Linked DNA regions of Mus musculus: regions 1, 2, 3, 5, 6 and 7 are each linked to region 4. A link is a contact called in public Hi-C, HiChIP or PLAC-seq and promoter capture Hi-C data. All regions are on one chromosome and are shown on one strand. Each heading gives the region's core, a stretch centred on a gene start, on an enhancer-like site or on the middle of the called end of the contact. The rest is flanking DNA. Distances are from core to core; before and after follow the strand shown.

Region 1 (2,700 bases), core at 38-2,537, 650 kb after region 4:
CTTTCCCTGACTATACCTTCCTCCTCCTCCTTCTCCTCCTCTTCCTTCTTCTTGTCTTTTGAGACAGGGTTTCTCTGTGTAGCCCTGGCTGTCCTGGATGAATGGAACTCACTTTGTAGGCCAGGTAGCCTGCCTCTGCTTCACGAATGCTGGGACTAAAGATACGGGCCACCACACCTGATCCTATAACAGTTTCTTCTCTTCCCCTTTGAACTCCTTCACAGTCTGAAGCAGATTCATGTGCCTGAATACACAAAGCAATCACTTTTGTTCTGGCTGTGTATTCTCAAAAGATTGTTCAATTCCGTTAGTTTGTTGATGTGCGGAGTGTTGGACATTCAACCCAAGGCTAAATACTTATACACTAAGCCACACCTCCAGACCAATAAACTCTTTTAAGAGTCAGCATGTTCTTTCTTCCTCTGTCCCCCTGACCCCAGCACGGAGCTCTATGCTGGCTTCCCAGTAAGTATCCAGTAAAGGCTTATCTGCTGACTTATCTGGCATAACTCAGACTTGGCCGAGGGAATCTGAGGCCCTGGCTCGGTTTGTGGCAGTGAGATCAAGGAGATGGCAGTAGACCCGCTCTGCTGGCTTCACTTGTTTCTTCAGTGGTCCAGGTTGCAAAATGAGCAGGGTCCTCAGGTGAGCCTTCAGTGTGGAGACCTTGAAACTAGATGGATCCTTCAGTTAATGGTTGACATTCTGTTTACCTAAATGATTGCCAAGAGTTCCTGCTTATATCTGACAGATCAACTGCCTTAGCCCTAAGAGTAGAAGATAATTTCTAAGAAGGTTTTATGATTCTGGGATACAACTAGAATTACTGCAGTCTATCTCCAGCGATTAAGTACAAGGAGAGTAAGCAAATGATAGCCTGGTATTGCTCTGTAGCTAGGGAACAAGACCATCTCCCACTTTGACCTCAGGTGTTTTTGTCCTCTCAATTGTCCCTAGTTTTTAGAGGCTGGGATCTAGAGAAGATAGCATGCAGCATGGGACTCCTCTGTGCTGCTTGCCCACAAAGTGGGTCTACTGAAGGCCAAGAGTTGGGCATAGCTGGAATGTATTAAGCAGCCAGGTCTAGTTCAGTACCCCACATAGGCCCAGCATGGCATTTTAGTGACAAATGATGCTTCTTTTCCTCTGGGACAGGGCAAGAACTCCAGATCCAAATCCATTGGGACCTCAGGGATCAATCTTGTTTAATGATTGTGTGTGGAACGGGGGGTGGGGCTGGTTAATGTTTCTCTGCTTCCTCTTGGGCTGTGGGCCATGTCAAGCTCCGGTCCTGGGCTTGTTGTCCCTCCCCTGGGTTGGGCTTTGACAGTACCTAGTGGCACTGAGCAGACACGCCTGCATACATTCCCTGGGAAAAGGCAGTTGCAACCAGGTGTGGCAGTGCCAGGGAGGTGAGGAGTTTGGGAGCTGAGGGAGGGGGCTGTGGTGCGCTGCTATGGTGCTGAAAAGAGGCCTGGGTCTTCCCTTGACTTCAGCATTCAGCCATTTAGGGCTTTTCTGTGCTTCCCTCTGATGTCCACCTGCCAGGTGACCTGCCTGCTTGGATTCTCTCTTCAGCCTCCAACTCTCACCTTCTTTCAGACTCCAAGTTCCTTCTCTTCTCGTTCTTTTTCCTCAGCCAAAGATTCTTCTCATGTCCATGGGGGTCAGACTCCCAGGAAGGCAGACTTGAAGAACTCTCAACATAAGGTGACTAAGGTTGCCTTCCTGAGATACTTTTTGGCATGTGGGGGTGGGGTGGGGAGGGTTCCATGAAACTGTCAAGACAATGCCAGATGCTGCTTTCTTTTCTTGATTATAAGGTAAAGCAGGCATGTACCCAAGAGGATGGGGGAACATGCCTTTCCATTTGCTTGAGGGGAGCAGGCAGGCTCAAGATGAACTTAGGGTAACTGATGGTTAGAAGATGTATTGGAAAGATGGCTCCCAGCTGTTAAAAAGTCATTCCAGCCGGGTGTGGTGGCTCATGCTTTTAATCCCAGCACCGGGGAGGCAGAGGCAGGCAGATTTCTGAGTTCGAGGCCAGCCTGGTCTACAAAGTGAGTTCCAGGACAGCCAGGGCTACACAGAGAAATTCTGTCTAAAAAAAAACAAAACAACAACAACAACAAAAGTCATTCCAGCTGTCAAGAGTGGCATAACAGAACCCACAGACTTAGAATATTAGAGGAGGAAAGGAGAATATACACAAAAGGGTTTGTTTTATTTCTTTATTTTATTATTTATTTGAGACAGGGTCTCATTATGTAGCCTTAACTGTCCTGGAACTTGCTATAAAAACCAGGCTGGCTTCAAGTCAGAGATCCTCTTACCTCTATCTCCTGAATGAGACAGGGGATTAAAAGAATGTACAAACTAGCCCAACCACAAAAGAAGTTTTATTTTATTTTATTTTATTTTATTTTATTTTATTTTGAGTTATGAGATAGGGTTTCTCTGTGTAGATTTCGCTGCTCTGGAACTCTGTAGACCAGGCTGGCCTCGAATTCACAGAGCTCCACCTGCCTCTGCCTCGCAAGTGCTGGGATCCCACTGCCTGGCTACAAAGACGTTTTAATGGGCAGAAACCATTGGTAAGGAACCAATATGCTTTGCAATCTGAGTTTTAGCACATGTTTACCAGATGTGTGATAAGGTACAGCATTTTCCAGACATATGCAAGGTGGCCTATGTCTGTAA
Region 2 (2,700 bases), core at 39-2,538, 910 kb before region 4:
GAACCTACATCCTCTACCCATGAATTCCATTAGCCAGTATATAATTCTCATTTCCGTATTCGGAGAACTGTAGTTTCCTTTAAGACAGGCCTGTGTCTTCTACTCCTTCATCTTTCTAAGGCCTTCCTGACACTGTAGAGAGGTCTAGGGTCAGACTCCCTGGGTTTCTGTCAGGATGCACCGGTTATCTGAGACGGTTTAAAGACACTAAATTTCAGCTTCCTCGCATGCAAATGAAGACAACGCTAACATCTATCTCATAAGGTTGATGAGATCAGAAGACTAAAGCAAATTAAAGTGCCAAGTGCAGTATCTAGCAAGTTCTATGTGTGTTCAATAAAGGTTCTTTTTCCATTGTTATGATTAGTAACAAATCCCTGGGAGAGTAGTTTGTTCAAAACTATTACGGAAGAGTTGCAGCGGAAAAAGGGAATGCAAAAAGGAAGTATACCACAGGAGCAATCTGAGATGTTTGTGGAGTCCAAACAAGGTTAGTAGCGCGGCAGGACATTTGTATGTCCGAGTTCCTAGAGCCATGTGACTCTAAGAGCCAGGAGCGCATGGTTCCACCCGGCACAGCTTCCCTAACTCTGGCGCTCAGCTATTCTCAGCAGCCTGTAGGGGGAGCCAGGAAGCTAGGACGGGTTTTGGGGGGAGGCTGCTGGAAATCTTCCTAAGGGCAAAAACGACACCCCACCACTACTACCGGTCTTAGTGCACTGCCTTGCCTCCCTCAGGACGCACTCAGAGCTCAGTCCCCTTCTACAGCTAAACTGGGAGCTGTCCTTCAGCACCAGGGGCAGTCTTGGCCTCAGGCAGGACAGTGAGAGCGTTAGCGGAGTTAGGGACTCTGGACCGGTCCTATCCGCAACCGGCTTTAGTGTCCCCTAGTCCTGAGGACGAGGGCGAGGCTACCCAGAGAGGTAGCAAGAACCTAAGGAGATGCCCCCTGCTTCTTAGAATCACCCTCAGAAGTCCCTTAGCCCTCGGGGGGGAGCGAGGGGCGGTCCTGGGAAGGGAGGCGAGCGGTCGCTTGGTGGGGGAGGGGGAGCGCCAGGCCTGGGACTCTGCGTGTGGCGTGTGCACACGGGGAGCGGTCGGGTGAACGGAGGCGCCGAAGTGAATGGAGTTGGGGGTGGACTGGAAACATCCCCAAACAGCACAGGCTGCGGCCGGCGGGGGCTGGGGTTGGGGAGGGGGGAGTCCTGAGGCGCAGGCGCAGTCGGGGCCCCAGTCCCGCTCCCTCCTCCTCCCGGTGCCTCTTTCTCCGCCCTGCTCCCCCCCAAACACACTCGCACACGGGCTCTCAAGGTGTTCTCCGCACAGCGGAAGATGGCGACAGACTGAGGGGGCATGGCCAGCGGGAGCCACGGGGCCATGCCTTTGGGCGGCCGCCACAGCGGGGCGAAGCAGAGGCGGAAGCGAGAGGCGCACTAAGTAAAGCCGGGCGTCCGCGTCCGGCGTCTGTGGCGCTGCGGGGAGCCAGGTGGCCCGCCCGAGCCGGAACTCCGGGAGCCGCGGGTGCGGAGCCAGAGCGGAGCCGGCCCGGGACCGGCCCCAGCGGACTGCCAGAGCGCGAGGGAAGCCCGAAGGGCCGGCGGCGGACCGGCCGGCCGGCCTAGGAGGGCACGAGCGAGGCGGGGAGCTGCACGGAGCGGGCAGCGGGCAGCGGGCAGACGGGCGGGAGAGGAGCGGCGCGGGCGAGGGGAGCGGAGTGGAGCGCGGCGGGGCCCGCACGGCGGCGCTGAGGGGCGCAGAGCCGCGCCGAGCCGAGACGGACGGCCAGAGCAGAGTGCGAGCCAGGGGGCCGGGGGCGCGGAGTGAAGTGGCGCGGAGCCCGGGGTAGCGGAGGGGCCCGACACCATGAGGAGTGCGGCGCCGCCGCCGCAGCCGCCACCGCCCCAGTGCCCCGCACCGCCCCCCGCCGGGACGCCGGGCTGCGCCTAGCGGGCCGGGCGGCGGCGCCCCGGCTGCCAGCAGGGGAGCGCGGGAGGGGCGCGGGGACGGCCCGAGAGCGCCCCGCCACAACGGCCTGAGCGGGGCCCCGGGCCGGCCGGCCTGCCTAGCCATGCGGCCCCCGAGGTAAAGCCTGGACGGCGCTGAGGAGCGCGGTGCGGTGCGCAGCCCGCCCTCCCGAGACGGCCGTCCGGCCTCGCGCCTGCCTACTCCCTCCAGCCCGGACCCCCCTGAAATATGTTCAGGGGCGCTTGGATGTGGCCCGGGAAAGACGCCGCCGCGCTGACTATCTGCTGCTGCTGCTGCTGCTGGGCTCCCAGGCAGAGCGACAAACCTTGCGCCGATTCGGAGCGGGCGCAGCGATGGCGACTGTCCCTGGCGTCCCTGCTCTTCTTCACCGTGCTGCTCGCTGACCATCTGTGGCTGTGCGCGGGGGCCCGGCCCCGGGCCAGGGAGCTGAGCAGCGCCATGCGGCCGCCCTGGGGGGCCGGCCGCGAGCGGCAGCCGGTACCTCCTCGCGCGGTGCTGCCGCCGCCGCCGCCGTCGCCTGGCGAGCCCAGCGCGTCCTCGGGCACCTGCGGCCCGCGATACAGCAACCTGACCAAAGCCGCCCCTGCAGCCGGCTCCGGGCCGGTCTGCAACGGCGTCCCAGAGCCCACCGGGCTGGACGCAGCTTGCACCAAATTGGAATCTTTGCAGAGACTTTTCGAACCGACCACCCCGGCTCCCCCTCTGCGGCCCCCT
Region 3 (2,700 bases), core at 143-2,642, 800 kb after region 4:
TAATCGCACGACTGAACTTGTTGGCAGAGACCTATAATTTCAGTTAGTTGGGAAGCAAAGAATGGAAAATTCAAGGCCTGGCCCAGGAAACTTAAGTGGGACTCTGCCTCAGAACAAACTAAACATGAACAAGCAAACAGGCACAAAAAATGCAAAGTAGGAACTCTGAACAGATCCTCGGTTTGGCCACAGTGAAGATGCTCCAATTCAAACAAGTCTGTGTGCCACCATGGTGATCTGAAACATGAAATATGTCCTCAGGATGGGGCTCCGGGGTTGGTGGCAGATATGTTACCTACAGAGGCACCTCACTGGTTCAATATGTCTATTTACACAAATATATAGAGTACTTAAAAAACTTTTTTTTAAAGATAGGGTTTCCCCTAGTAGCCTGGAGCTTAACTATGTATACTATGCTGGTCTTACAGAGACAATTCTTTTTTTTTTTTTTTTTTTTTTTTTTTTTTAGTTATTTCGAGACAGGGTTTCTCTGTGTAGCCCTGGCTGTCCTGGAACTCACTTTGTAGACCAGGCTGGACTCAAACTCAGAAATCCGCCTGTCTCTGCCTCCCGAGTGCTGGGATTAAAGGCGTGCGCCACCACTGCCCGGTTCAGAGACACTTCTACCTCAGGTTTCCATTCCTGGCAAAATAAGGTTATTTTTTAAGTACAGGGAATTGAATCTATGTTGGCCAGTGAGCTGTATCCCAGCCTTGTATATTTCTGTCTCTCTTTCACTTTCTCTCCCCTCTTCAACCCCCCCCCCCTTCTCCCACTCGGTTTCTTTCTTCTCTCCATGCTTTTACACATTTACACACATATATACATACATACACACACACATATATATGCATATATGTGTATGTATATATATATATATATATATACATATATATATATATATATATAGTGCTGGGAATCATATGTGCGCTTAAAAAAACTATGAAAATGTTTAATGTTTGTGAATCTTGAAGTTTCGGTTGCTCATTTTACTAAGCTTAACATTTTACCATGGGAAAATGTAAATTCAAAATAAGTAAGTAGCAGTCGTCCCCCTATCACAATTCATAGTAATGTTCCTTTGGGGAACGGCACAAACCGGAAAAGACGGCTCAAATCATTATTGTGTAGTGTGTACTGTAGCCGGTGACGCGCGGTTTCCAGAGGTCGTAGGTCACGCCGCCTCAGATCTACTTTCTTATTGGAGAAAAATCTGCCGCTCTTACCATAGCAACCAGAACGGACCCGCGCAGTTGATGGGCGGGACTGGTTTGTTTGACCAATCACCTTCCAGTTATCCAGCCTGATCTTGGGCGGACCAATCAAACACATCAAAGGAAGTAGCCATCCCGACATCAAAGGATCACGTAGGACGGCCCATCCTTCCCCCCTTTTTTTCAACTTCCGGTAGCCTCTGGTTGGGTCAGGGAGCGCTGCAAGTCACCCGTGTGCGACTGACGTATTTTTTCTTTCCCGCCCATGGGCCCGGGGTGGGCTGGGCTGCTGCAGGACAAGGGTGGCGGTAGCCCTTCCGTCGTCATGTCCGACACAGACAGCGACGAAGAGTCGGCTGGTGGAGGCCCATTTTCTCTAACTGGGTTCCTGTTCGGCAACATCAATGGAGCAGGGCAGTTGGAAGGCGAAAGCGTCTTGGATGACGTGAGTCGTGGGCCTGGGGCGGCGGGTGCTGTGGCTAGGGAGAACTGGAGACAGCGCGAGAGGGCTCAACTCGGAGGAAGGACGAAGAGGAAAAGTCTTAAGTGTCAGTCACTGATGCTGAGGTGTTGGCTTCGAAGGTAACATTCTCCTTGCCTGGTAGGAAAGATAATAGTTAACTCTAGTAAGGTTATCAGAACCGCCACTGTGGAAGGCCTTCTTAAAGACCCTTGGAACTCTGCTTTTTCTGGCTTTTGCTGATCCTAATGGCTCCAAAGCCAGGACTACGGATGGAACGTGTGTTGTTCGGAACTGATCTGTATGGAATTTAGCAGATTTCCTATATAGTTCTTGAATGTGATGTTTCTTTGAGCAGCACTTCATGAAATAATTTCTCAGATGGATTTGTGACTTTGTTATGAGCAAGGGAAATATACTTGTGTAGGACCTTCAGGTTTAGTTGTTATTTTCGACCCTCATGCTGTCCCCTTTTCAGGAGTGCAAGAAGCATCTTGCGGGCTTGGGGGCTTTGGGTCTTGGCAGCCTGATCACTGAACTCACAGCAAATGAAGAATTGTCCGGGAGTGATGGTGCCCTGGTAAATGATGAAGGTAAAGTGTGGGCCATGGGGAGGACAGTGTGGGTGGGGGGAGGAGATTAGCCTGTTGTACGCTTTTCAGTGGGGATTTTCTAAGGAAGTGATAATTACTTGCTTTCTCTTGAGACGTCTCCCTTTTTATCCATAGGATGGATTAGGAGTAGAGAGGATGCTGTGGACTATTCTGACATCAACGAGGTGGCAGAAGATGAAAGTAGAAGATACCAGCAGACAATGGGAAGCTTGCAACCCCTTTGCCACACAGGTGATTCTCTCTCCGCCCCCCCCCCCCCTTCTTGTTTTCTAGCAATGGGTCTTTCAACATAGCCCTGCCTGACCTGGAACTCATTATGCATGCAAGATTGTCCCAAACTCATAGAGATGCATTTGCCTCTGTTTCCCAAGTGCTAGGATTAGACATGTTCCCCACTACGCTTGGTATTCTT
Region 4 (2,700 bases), core at 66-2,565:
ATATCTAACAGAGATAGTACCGTGGTACAAAGAGGTGGTTATATAGAGTTACAATGTCAGTGAATATTAGAGCTGGGAACAGAAGCCAGTTACATTTACCATATAGTTCTTTCTAGTGCCCTGCAATCCTACTAATGCTTTTCCGTTTACAGAACAAAACTACTGCCCCCTTGCTTTCTCCCTTAAAAAGGAAGTGGGGGGGGGGGGACAAGGATTATTCCTTACCTTATGCCAGATTTCTTGTCTCCAGTTAGAAGCCAGAAGGGGGGCCAGCCATGCAGTACCTCATACAGGCTATATTTGAAACCTTTTGGGAGTTTGCAAGCCTTGAGGCTCATCCATGCATATCGAATGCTGTCCCCACCCCACCACCCCCAAAAGGCTCTCAAACCATCCCCACGTACAAGAAAACAAGACTCTAGAATCCACCACAACCCAAGCAAAGGAAATTGAAAAACAACCTGCCAAGAATGACTCCCAGTGGAGGACTAGGTGACCCGCTGGCCCTCCCTGGCTTCCTGCCAGCAAGCAGCCTTGCTCCTCTTTGCATTTTAATTCTGAGAGAGTTAGAGAATCTCTGTCATTGCCAAATAGAGCCTCTGGATACAATGGGAAAGCTGAGAGGGAGGGAACCAGCTCCTGGCAGAAGAGAGCCAGTCTCCCTCACTGGATAAAATTGAGTGTGTGGAGGGGGAGGGGAAGCCAGCTTATCTGTAAGGAGTCATCCTTTCCCACCCTCCATAGTGCTCACACACAGACCCCAAGTCACTTCATCAGCCCCAATCCAAGAGCTGTCCATCAACACAGCTCCCATGCAATCCTGTACTTTTTATACTAAGCTGACCACAGCTTGCTAGGCCACCTGCTTCTTTTGTACATGTTCATCTTCCAAAAGCCTGGTACCCTAATACACTATACACTCCTGAAGCCATTCAGTGCTTGATAAACAAGACAGCGAGCCTGATATCCTGAATGAGCACCTGATGGGTGGTGCGGTGAGGGCTATTGAATACATCCACAGGGACTCCTGGTCCAGAAATGGGGCATCTTACTGCCTAGAGTTCATAAAGTCACTTCAATAGCATCACATCGATGGAACTTGCAGAAGTATAAATAGCCCAAGAGGAAAGGGAAGCTAATGATTGGAAGTTGTACTCCTAGGAAGCTTGAGGTTAGACTTCCTTATCCACTCAAGAGTTTCTAGGGGACTGGCAGGGCCCCTTCTCCTCGCTGCCAAGTTGCAAAATTGTGTGGTCACCTCCCCCAGCTTCCCTCCCTCCTATGCCCTCAGTCCTGGCCTCCTAGAGCCAGGACAAAGCCCTCAGGCAGTGACTGGGAGGGGAACAGGAGGAGGGACAGAGGGATGGGGAAGGCTGCACAAAGGAATTCCTCACACCAAGCCCCCTGACTGCCAGCTCCAGAGAGTAAAGAAGCCGACCTCCTCTCCAGCTAGCTCACTCGCTCATCTTCCCACCATGACTGTGCTCGAGCCATAGCGCCTCTCCCGGCCTTCCAAGAGGACCCACACTTCTTCCTGTAGGTGGCAACAGTGACACCTGTTTGACCAGTGAGGCTGAGCCAGGGACTGCAAGAGGGAGGAGGCAGACAACTCGGAGAGGAGCTGGGAGGCAGAGCTGCGGGCTTGCTTGCTCACTGTGTAAAAGGTGTGAGGGCTCGGGAAGGCTGGGGGCTACCGCTGGGGAGCCGGGAAGCAAAGAGCGGCTCAAGCCGGGAGGGATGGAGCCCAGGGGGCTATGCAGCACCCCTGTCAGATTCCCTGCTCCGGGTCTTTCAGACTGGCCAGATCCTGATTCCATCTTCCAGGCAACTCTTGAGGGAGGTAGGACTCTGGAAATCTGGGGTGCCCGGGTATGACCCTAGACGAAGCAAGGGATGTGGATTGGTGCTCAGGGCAGGATACTGTAGCCCAGTTCCGGGATGGGGAGAAGCAGGGGCCTCTCTTTGGGTTGACCAGTCAGTATAGTGGGAAGGGACCCAGCTCCCACCCCTCCACTACCTAGACGGGACCCTCCTTTCCTAAGGAGAATTTATTAAGGGGGCATCTTTAAGAGCAGACACACCTTGCGTTCTTGCAAGAGCTCTCACACAGAGTGAAAAAGCGACACCGTTCCTTTGTACAGGACAGTTAGATGAGAGAGAGAGAGAGAGAGAGAGAGAGAGAGAGAGAGAGAGAGAAGAGAGAGAGAGAGCAGAGAGGAGAGAAAGAGGGAGAGCATAGAGGGAGAGAGGGAGAGAGAGAGCAGAGAGGAGAGAAAGAGGGAGAGCAGAGAGGGAGAGAGAGAGAGAGAGAGAGGAGAGAGAGCAGAGAAAGAGAGAGAGAGAGATTATCCAGAGGCTCCTTTACATAGTCATTTTGAAACCCATTTTACTGGGAGCCACAAGTCCACTAGTGCACACACATGTTCATCTGCTGATACATGACCCACAGTCACACCCTGCTTATTGCTTACGTTGGTAGTTCAGTAGTAGACTTCTCACCTGCTGCAAACTGCACACCCTCTCAAGTAGAATCACACTCACAAGCCCAGTCTGGTTTGTAGATCTGCTTAGTCTCAGCCGTACTGAGAACCACAAGGCACAGGAATACCCTGCTCCAGAACAATTCCCCTGCCGCCGCCACCACCCCCCCCCCCCGCTACAGACACGCACAAGCAGACACGCACACATGCACCTTTGCCC
Region 5 (2,700 bases), core at 110-2,609, 540 kb after region 4:
GGCTCACTGAGCTTTCTGTGAGTTCTAGGCCAGCGTGGGCTATATGGAAAGTTTTAGGCCACCTGCGATTACATGATGAGATGACCTTGTCTCAGAAAAGAGGTGTGTGTATGTGTGTGTGTGTGTCTATGTAATTTGGGCTGGAAGTAACTTGTTATCCTTTTGCCAATCTCCCGAGCTGTGGGAATTACAGGTGTGTGACACACATAATGTAAGTGTCAATGGATTTCTTTTTGAGACAGGGTATGTGTCAGTCACTGTTGCTCTGGATGACCTGCTTGCCCCACCACATCTGACTCTGATGACACGTTGGCATTTTTTTTTTTTTTTGGTTTGTTTTTTTCCTTCCAGAGCTGAGGACGGGTACCCAGGGTCTTGTATTTGCTAGGCAAGTGCTCTACCATTGAGGTAAATCCCCAAACCCTGTGGTTTTTTTTCTTTTGAGACAAGGGCGCTATGTAATTCTGGCTGTTCTGGAGCTCAGTGTGTAGACCAGGCTGGCCTTGAACTCAGATACTCCTGCTCCTGCCTCTCTAGTTGCTAGGACTAAAGGTGTTTGCCATCAATCTGGCTACTTTTTGTTTGTTTCTTTGGTTTTGTTGTTGTTGTTGTTGAGACAGGGTTACACAGTTCATACATGGACTTGGCTGTTCTGGAAGTCATTGTGTAAACCAGGCTGGCCTTGAATTCACAGAGATCTGCTTTCTTCTGCTGGGACTAAAGGTGTGCACCGCCAGGTTAAGGGTTAACAACAACAACAAAGGGTTAGGGGGTTGTGGTGCAGAGGGCCTGTAACCACCTGGAGAGATTATAAGCACTTCAGTTTTACAGTTGCTTTCTTTTTGTGTAAGGCAAGCACTTCACAGAGATCCGTCTGTCTCTGCCTCTGCAGGGGTTAAAGGCCTGCGCCTGGCTAGACCGGATCTTTTGTATCAGATCAGAGGTGCTTTCTTAAAACAATAGTAGTTTCTAATCTTTACAACTGTCCTTTGAAGGAAGTTTAGCATGCCCATTATCCAGATGTGAGAACCAAGAAACGAAGTGATCAGTAAAAGACGCAGTTATTAACTAAACTAAAAATTCCCGAGCACTTATTTTAGGCCAAGAACTGAGCGAGGCCACGGGAAGCCAGTTCCAGCGAGAGAGCTCAGCGCCGCGGCTGCCTTCCCTATTCCAGGTCTGCGCCTCCAGCCCCGGCCACGCCGGTGGATTTCTAGTGTGTGAAATTGACTTTCCCTCCTAGGGCCCAAAGCTCCCGGGCTGTGGGGCTCCGCCCCGCGCCGGCGAGGCCCCACCCACTCTGCAGTCAGTATTGTCCGACGGTACCCAGCGTCCCTCGGCAGTTTCCGGCAGTAATCGAGAGTTTCTAACGTGCCCCGCCTCCGCCACCCCCCTTCTCTCGGCCTCGGTCCTCTCTACCGCCGCCCGGCTCGCTGTCCCCGTGCTCCCTCCCGTCCTCGGCCCTCCGCCCCTTCCCTCCCCACCTCGCCTGGCCCTGCAGGCGCCTCAGGCGGTACGGGCTGGGCAAGATGGCGGCTTTCGGGATCTTGAGCTATGAACACCGACCCCTGAAGCGGCTGCGGCTGGGGCCTCCCGATGTGTACCCTCAAGATCCCAAACAGAAGGAGGTGCGTTCACAATTCCCGGTTCCCGCGGGGTCCGGGCAGGTGTTTCGTGAGGGAAGAGACACTGACAGTTGAGGGCAAGGGGGGATGAGGTTAGGTGAGAGAAAAAGTCCCAACAGGGGGAAGAGTAGAGTGGACTGGTGCCCTGCTGGAGAGTAGGGTCTGCCAGCAGTTCCGGTTGAGGAGCTCGTGGGTTCAGGAGCCATGCCAGAGGTGCCCCCCTCCACACTCACTCGGGCGCTCACACACAAACCTCAGAAAGTTGTTAGGGCCAGCTTGGTGAGGTGCCGGTAAGGGAAGAGTGATGTTGAGGTCGCTCTGGGGGATGTGGGAGTCTCATTGACTGTGGGGGTGAGGGTGGGGTCCAAATGAACATAAGGGCTGGGCTTTAAATAACAACCTCTTCTAGTCAGAATCCTCCTCCTCCTCCTCCTCCTCCTCCTCCCTGGCTCCCTTGTTACCTTTTCCTCTGCCCTCTCTTACAACCTCTTCTATAAGGTGAATGAGGGTGAGCTAAAAATGCTGTTTTTCTGCCTCAGGATGAACTGACGGCTTTGAATGTAAAACAAGGTTTCAATAACCAGCCTGCTGTCTCTGGGGACGAACATGGCAGTGCCAAGAACGTCAACTTCAATCCTGCCAAGGTGAGACAACCCTGCCAGGCTGAAGGAAAAGGCTGGAAGAATCTGAGGAGCAAAAGCTCCGGGTTGGGCAAACTGAAAGGGACAACCTAGGTGGCAGAGTTTATAACTCAGTGCTAGCACATTGGCATTTTCACAGTCTTCCTACCCTGAGGTCTACTTTTCCCCCTTTAGATCAGTTCCAACTTCAGCAGCATCATCGCAGAGAAGTTAAGGTGTAATACTCTCTCTGACACTGGTCGCAGGAAGTCCCTAATGAACCAGAAGGACAACTTCTGGCTGGTGACTGCAAGATCTCAGAGTGCTATTAACACCTGGTTCACTGACCTGGCTGGCACCAAACCACTCACACACCTAGCCAAAAAGGTGAAGTACTCTTTTCCTGTTCTTAAGGTCAAGGTGGGGAATGTGTCTACCTATATTCTAAGATGTAG
Region 6 (2,700 bases), core at 17-2,516, 600 kb after region 4:
CTCTGTAGACCATGCTGGCTTGGAACTCAAGAGATCCACCTGCTTCTGCCCCCACCCCTCAGTACTGGGATTAAAGGCGTACGCAGGCGCAGCTCAAAAAGACCCCCCCTTCCCTTTTGAGATAGGGTATCTCCATATTGCCCAGGGTTTCCTGGAAATATGTGGACCAGACTAGCCTCAAACTCACCAAGATCCTCCTGCCTCAGCTTCCTGAGTGCCGAGATTAAAGGTATGGGCTACCAAGCTTGGCAAGGGAACAAGAAAACTTCCCAAGTAATGTTTGTGGGTCACCTCATAAACAACAACACATTTTACACAGATTGACATATTTTATCTTGTAAATTGTAAAGTTTTAAGATTTCTGATCCTGAATTTACATTGAACCTATTCAAGGAACTTAATCAAATCAACTTTTCCAAACTAGAGAGGGCTCAGGCATTGGACCTCACTCACTACCTGGAGCTAAGCCTGGCATGGACCTTTAGGGATTAAGAGTGGTGGGCAGTGAGCAGGGTGTGGTGGCGCACGCCTTTGATCCCAGCACTTGGGAGGCAGAGGCAGGAGAATTTCTGAGTTCGAGGCCAGCCTGGTCTACAGAGTGAGTTCCAGGACAGCCAGGGCTACACGGAGAAACATTGTCTCGAAAAACCAAAAAAAAAAAGGTGGTGGGCAGAATCGGCCTCCCTTCCTGGTCTCCCAAGCCTGTCAAGACCCGGGTGGGTGCTTTTATTTTGTCAAGTGCTGCCCTCCTGTAGTTCCTCCAACCACTCTAGCCCAGGCTTCGTCCACCCCTTTTCAGGCTTGCAGAGGGGGAAAAAAGCCCAGGGAAGACCCCGCCCTTTCCCAGAGCTGTACGATGTGTTTAGAATATGGCTGATAACTAAGACAAATGTGCTTGCGAACTGGAAAAAAAACAACTTGGAATCCTGACAGCTTTCTGAAAATCCGGCCCCATGATGGCCGTCCCTACTCTTTCTTAGCTAGTCTTTCGTTTTAGTGCTCAAAAGTGGCCATGTGACCTTGACGGCAAACGCCATCTTCCTGCCAGGGGGCCCTGCGCGCGTCCGTAGCCTTGGCCGCCGCCAGCGCCCAAGCTTTTCGGATCTCAGCAGCTTTAGACCGCCTCCCAAGACCCCTTTTCCGGTCTGCGAGGCCTGAGAGACTCTCAGATCATTGGTGGAGAAAGTATGATTGACACCATCCCTGTCTAATGACTGGCTACCTCTTTTCCCGGCTCTGATGACTAGTTCCGCTTCCTTTCCCCGAGTCTTTTTGATGACTCATCCCTCTGTCTGCGCTGCGCAAAGTGGCCTTTCCCGGCCCCGCCCCTGCTGCCCGCCACCCTCCGCCCCCGCCAAAGAGAAGGAGCTTCGGGAATTTTATCTGAAGGCGCGCGCGCGCCCGCGCGCCCCCCTTCTCCGCCCCGCCCCCCGCCGCCGCCGCCAGCGTGCGCGCGTGCGTGTGTGTGTGCGTGTGCCTGTATGTGTGTGTGTGTGTGTGTGTGCCTATGTGTGTGTGTGTGCCTATGTGTGTGTGTGTGTGTGTGTGTACTTGAAGCTAAAACACTTATTTCCGCACAGGAAGGAGTCTCATTTCCATATAAGGAGCTTAACCCCTCACTGTCCTTTGAGGTTTCTGTCTTACTTGTTGGAGGCCGGGGAAGGAAAAATGATTGGGAGGGGGACTGCCTCGGCTTCCACTTCAGCCCCAGATCACAGGGGGCTGCCTTTGCTCCAGCTGCCAGCCACTCTGAGGGAGGAGCCTGGAAAGGTGGAGTTAGGTGGAGGCTTTCGGATCATTCTGTAGGTCTCTGGGGACATACGTGTCAATCATATAGGACAACCTTAACAAAGATTGTAATCCTAAAGAGGAATCCAGCCTTCGGTAGATAATGGAGAAAACAGAGAGCCCAGGCAGAGCGAAGAAGCTGCTGGATTCAGATGAAAGGATGGATGTCTACCTGAGCCAGGGGCCCTATGTCATCCATGCTCCTGCGTGCCCTTACAGCATGTTTTCCCCGACTGGGTTAAATGAAGCCAGAAGCTGTGTAAAGGGAGCTGGCTACACTTGTCTCCTTTAGGCTGCTTCCTGTAGTCTCGTTTTGCTTCTTCATGCTCAGACATCACTTCTCCGCCAAGTTTCTTATCCCACAGGTAAAGCTGCCTGAAAGTAGCAGTGTAGCCTAGGGTTTCATAGGCTCTGTGTGCAGTAAACACCCATAAGCCTGAGTATTGCATCAAAGAATGGAGATTTCCGAACCACATACACTGAGGTGTGGTGGTTAGGAGGGGGCTGAGTTTTTATCTTCCATCTCTAGTTCTCCCTGTAGAGGTCCCCTGGCTGAATCCCACCCACCGTTCATTTGCATTGTCCAGGCTCGACCCTCTACCTTCTGCATGGAATAGCCAAGGAACAGGAAAGAGGCAACATGTGTTTTGCCCATGCTGGGGTAAAGGGTCAGTGCAGACACAAATCCTCCTTGGCTTTTGTTTCCGATTTTGACCATTTCAAGAATCAGCACACGAATGGTGGAAATTTAGACTTTTCCCATTGCGCTGATAGGCTGTGTGATCCTCTGCCGGGATGCTGGGCTGTGGTATAATCCCCCTGGCAACTGGAATATTCTACTAGGAGACGTGTACCCTTGCCTAATGCTATCAACTGCTTCCAGTTTCTCCTCTTTATTATAAAGCGTTTCTC
Region 7 (2,700 bases), core at 81-2,580, 570 kb after region 4:
AGCTAACTAGAGAACTTCTCTGAAGGGAACATTTCTAAATAGTTGCTGTCTGTGCGCATGAGATGGCATGTGATGTGACAGAAGTTCCGACTAGTTCTAGCAGGAAGAGAGACAAGCAGGATGCCACACCTGTTTCTCCCTGACCTGCTGGAACCCCATGTTTTCATACAACCCACCTTGGCAGTTTCCCAGAGTGACTGTTTCTCACTCTCAACCCAAAATTTCCTTCAGAGTCACTTTTGAAACAAGGGCTGGGCTGGTCTCACCATCTCTGTGGTCTGTTTGCCTTAGGCCCTCAATCCAAGGCTGCGCTGGGGGCCCCAGCTACTTTATGACAATTTCTGCTCAGCTAGGACTAGAAGAAGTCTACATTAGTCTGGTGGTTGGGTGATAACTGGAGGGTACCCCCAGGTTGGGTGATAACTGGAGTATACCCCCAATCTATAATTACACCCTATCACTGGGAGGTGTCAGTTATGCCCTTAAAAGCTTGAGTGCCAACTGATGAATATCCAAGTCATTTTTAAAAATATCTCTGAGCCCACAAAGCCCATCTACATACAGGACTTCCTCAAGTCGTGAGAAAGGAACGGGGCTCCCAGGTATGGTAAAGCCAGCACAACTGAAGCAGTTTTTTTCTTGACTTGCTCTATCCTGGAAGCAGCCCAAGGGGTAGAAGTTTGGCTAGGATAAGGGACGTTCAGCAGGGATTTAATGGTGTATGTGTGCTAGGTCAAGTGGATAGGTGTATTACATATAGAAACTAGATAAAAACATTAGCTATTGGGGTGGGGGTAGAAACCAGAATGGGGCGAGAACTGGTCTTTTGAGACTGAATCCAATCCACCTTGACAGAAGCAGCAGAAGTGAATGACATTGACCTCTGGGAGGTAACAGGATGAGGGAAAAGTGACCCCACTGGTGATTGCACCTTGGGTGGTGCTGGTGCTAAGGAGAGGTGATGCTTGCCAAATGAGGGCTTTGTGGCAAGAAACTGGATCTTCTCCATACAGTGCCTCAGTTTCTCCCTGTATCAAGGTCTCAAGCTTTGCCGATAAAGTTTGGATTTGTTTTCCTGGAAAATCACCTACCTGTCTGATAGCTTGGAATGTGAGGGTGGGGGACAGGAGCAGAGCTTGCCTGACGTGGTGGGTGTGTGTGTGTGTGTGTGTGTGTGTGTGTGTGTGTGTGTGTGTGTGTGTGTGGTGGGGGGATTGGGCCATGCCCCAGGACTTGAGCCATCACTGGCACAAAAGGAGTTAATGCCAGGGACCGCGCCCCCCCCACCCCGTGTCCGGGCACGCGCAGCGCGCCCCCTTGGTGCGCGGGCACAGCAGCCAGGCTGCCGGAGAGCTGATCTCGGAGATTCGGGTGCGGAGCCCTTGGCCTGGAGGCGATATGGGTGGTCCGTGGCCTGGTTCAATCGTTTGCAGCCGCCTAGGGAACAGGTGAGGCCGCCTGCTTCGGTCTCTCATCCTCTAGCTGCCCATACCTTTCCCAATCCTGTCCCCTCCCAATCCCGGGTCCCTCCACCTCCCCGGCCAGTGGCTCCCATCCTTCTCAACCCCGTGTTCTCCATAGGTACCCCTGACCTCCCGGCCCTCCCTCACTTTGCTTCTCTCCTCTACCTCCTCCCTAAATCCTGCATCCCTATCATCCTTCCGCCCATGGTTTCTCTATTTCTATCATCCAGCCTGCATGCTCACCAAAAAATACCCCTAACCAGAGCCCCCAGCCCCATTCAAGGATTGCACATTGCCAATACCCTCTCTCCTGCAGTGCACCCCCACACCCCTTCCATCATAGCATCTTACAGCCAGGTTCCCTCCCCCACTCTCTGCAGCCCCCCCACCCAATGGAGGCCTTTATTCTAGCCTCCCCATTCTAAGGCAATTTCATCCTCTAATATCGTTCCAAACCCACATAGCCCCCAATACTGCAGTTCTCAACACTGATCCATTCCAGCACAATGCCCCTTGCCCAAGACTGCTCCAGCCCCCAAAGTCCCCTTAGATGCCATTCTCATCCCAGCATTGCTGCCTCCCTTGTCTTCTCCCAAATTGCAAGTTGGACCAGAATGGAGATCTTGGCCTTGGGAACTAACTCACAGTGGGTCCTAGGGTACAGAGGGCATTTGGGGGTCGGTTGGTTTGTCTAGGTGTTCACCAGAGGGAGGGGCTGCAGCGAATTGACTCAACAGGGGAATTTGGCATTTGGCGCGGAAGGGTTACGGGAGAGGAAGGCCTCTAGAAAGGGTTAATGGAATTTGTGAGGTGGGGGCAGCATCGAGGGGGTTAATGGGGGGGTGCTGGCGGGGAAGCTGTGTGAATGAGCGGTCTGTGCCCCAGAGTTGCCATGGAGACGGTGAATGGGGGGATTGTGTGAACTCAGCTGCGGACTAACCCCCCCCCCATATACACACCCACCCACTCCCTCCTGCCCCACCTCCCTACTCCTACCCCTTCTTTCCCCTTCCCCTTCCCCTCCACCTCTCCACCCGGGTGCATTCTGGGCAGTGTCTGGGATCTCCCCACCCCATACTTTGCTCCCCATTTCCTCTAAGCCCCCATCCCTTTAGTCACTTTACCCGCCTGCCTGCTTTCCTCCCCATCTTTCTCTGTCTCTTGTCTCTCCCTCCTTCTCTGTCTCTGTCTCTCTCTGTCTCTCCCTCCCTGTCTCTGTCTTTCTCTGTCTCTCTTT

The links. Promoter capture Hi-C pulls out the DNA fragments that hold promoters and counts their contacts. Hi-C and Micro-C count contacts between places; a contact is called where the count stands out from the background. HiChIP or PLAC-seq counts read pairs in DNA pulled down with a chosen protein or histone mark.
Region 1: a promoter capture Hi-C map of the C10 cell line shows a contact between it and region 4, with 4 times the contacts expected there. The contact joins the promoter of Gjb1 here to the promoter of Gdpd2 in region 4. A contact is called at or near these places in 3 of 39 promoter capture datasets (the C10 cell line, cranial neural crest and pre-B cells).
Region 2: a contact with region 4 is called in a promoter capture Hi-C map of embryonic stem cells, with 4 times the contacts expected there. The contact joins the promoter of Tmem28 here to the promoter of Gdpd2 in region 4. A contact is called at or near these places in 4 of 39 promoter capture datasets (embryonic stem cells, hippocampal neurons, liver and 1 more) and 1 of 9 other capture datasets (liver).
Region 3: an H3K4me3 HiChIP or PLAC-seq map of pro-B cells shows a contact between it and region 4, with 6 times the contacts expected there. The contact joins the promoter of Taf1 here to the promoter of Gdpd2 in region 4. A contact is called at or near these places in 2 of 39 promoter capture datasets (the C10 cell line and cranial neural crest) and 2 of 115 datasets of contacts at active chromatin or transcription factors (astrocytes and pro-B cells).
Region 5: a promoter capture Hi-C map of cranial neural crest shows a contact between it and region 4. The contact joins the promoter of Med12 here to the promoter of Gdpd2 in region 4. A contact is called at or near these places in 1 of 39 promoter capture datasets (cranial neural crest) and 1 of 115 datasets of contacts at active chromatin or transcription factors (embryonic stem cells).
Region 6: a contact with region 4 is called in a Hi-C map of cerebellum, with 2.2 times the contacts expected there. The contact joins the enhancer-like site here to the promoter of Gdpd2 in region 4. A contact is called at or near these places in 1 of 39 promoter capture datasets (cranial neural crest), 2 of 484 Hi-C or Micro-C datasets (cerebellum and myocytes) and 6 of 115 datasets of contacts at active chromatin or transcription factors (the NIH/3T3 cell line, astrocytes, cardiomyocytes and 3 more).
Region 7: a contact with region 4 is called in a promoter capture Hi-C map of embryonic stem cells, with 2.3 times the contacts expected there. The contact joins the promoter of Nlgn3 here to the promoter of Gdpd2 in region 4. A contact is called at or near these places in 4 of 39 promoter capture datasets (the 3T3-L1 cell line, the C10 cell line, cranial neural crest and 1 more).

What each region holds. Positions count from the first base shown.
Region 1 is chrX:101,375,948-101,378,647 of GRCm38.p6, forward strand. It overlaps Gjb1 (gap junction protein, beta 1), which reads left to right and starts at 1,288. Exons shown (of 2, transcript NM_008124.3): 1 at 1,288-1,412.
Region 2 is chrX:99,818,876-99,821,575 of GRCm38.p6, forward strand. Tmem28 (transmembrane protein 28) reads left to right here and starts at 1,289. Exons shown (of 3, transcript NM_001081283.2): 1 at 1,289-2,700. The coding sequence starts at 2,194.
Region 3 is chrX:101,531,343-101,534,042 of GRCm38.p6, forward strand. Taf1 (TATA-box binding protein associated factor 1) reads left to right here and starts at 1,393. Exons shown (of 39, transcript NM_001290729.1): 1 at 1,393-1,659; 2 at 2,153-2,267; 3 at 2,403-2,519. The coding sequence starts at 1,480.
Region 4 is chrX:100,728,532-100,731,231 of GRCm38.p6, forward strand. Gdpd2 (glycerophosphodiester phosphodiesterase domain containing 2) reads left to right here and starts at 1,316. Exons shown (of 16, transcript NM_023608.4): 1 at 1,316-1,664. Gm52438 (a long non-coding RNA gene) reads right to left here and starts at 637. Exons shown (of 3, transcript XR_003953096.1): 1 at 226-637.
Region 5 is chrX:101,272,732-101,275,431 of GRCm38.p6, forward strand. Med12 (mediator complex subunit 12) reads left to right here and starts at 1,360. Exons shown (of 45, transcript NM_021521.2): 1 at 1,360-1,628; 2 at 2,165-2,269; 3 at 2,441-2,632. The coding sequence starts at 1,530.
Region 6 is chrX:101,331,420-101,334,119 of GRCm38.p6, forward strand. No RefSeq gene overlaps it. Among named protein-coding and RNA genes, the nearest start is that of Gm31385, 5.3 kb to the right of the region's middle. Within about 2 kb of position 1,267, at least 396 of the 459 cell types and tissues checked have an H3K27ac peak or open chromatin away from gene starts, as enhancers often do. A contact at or near this core is called in cerebellum, embryonic stem cells, microglia and 1 more, where this site is marked.
Region 7 is chrX:101,297,849-101,300,548 of GRCm38.p6, forward strand. Nlgn3 (neuroligin 3) reads left to right here and starts at 1,331. Exons shown (of 7, transcript NM_172932.4): 1 at 1,331-1,448. It overlaps Med12 (mediator complex subunit 12), which reads left to right. Exons shown (of 45, transcript NM_021521.2): 45 at 1-1,086.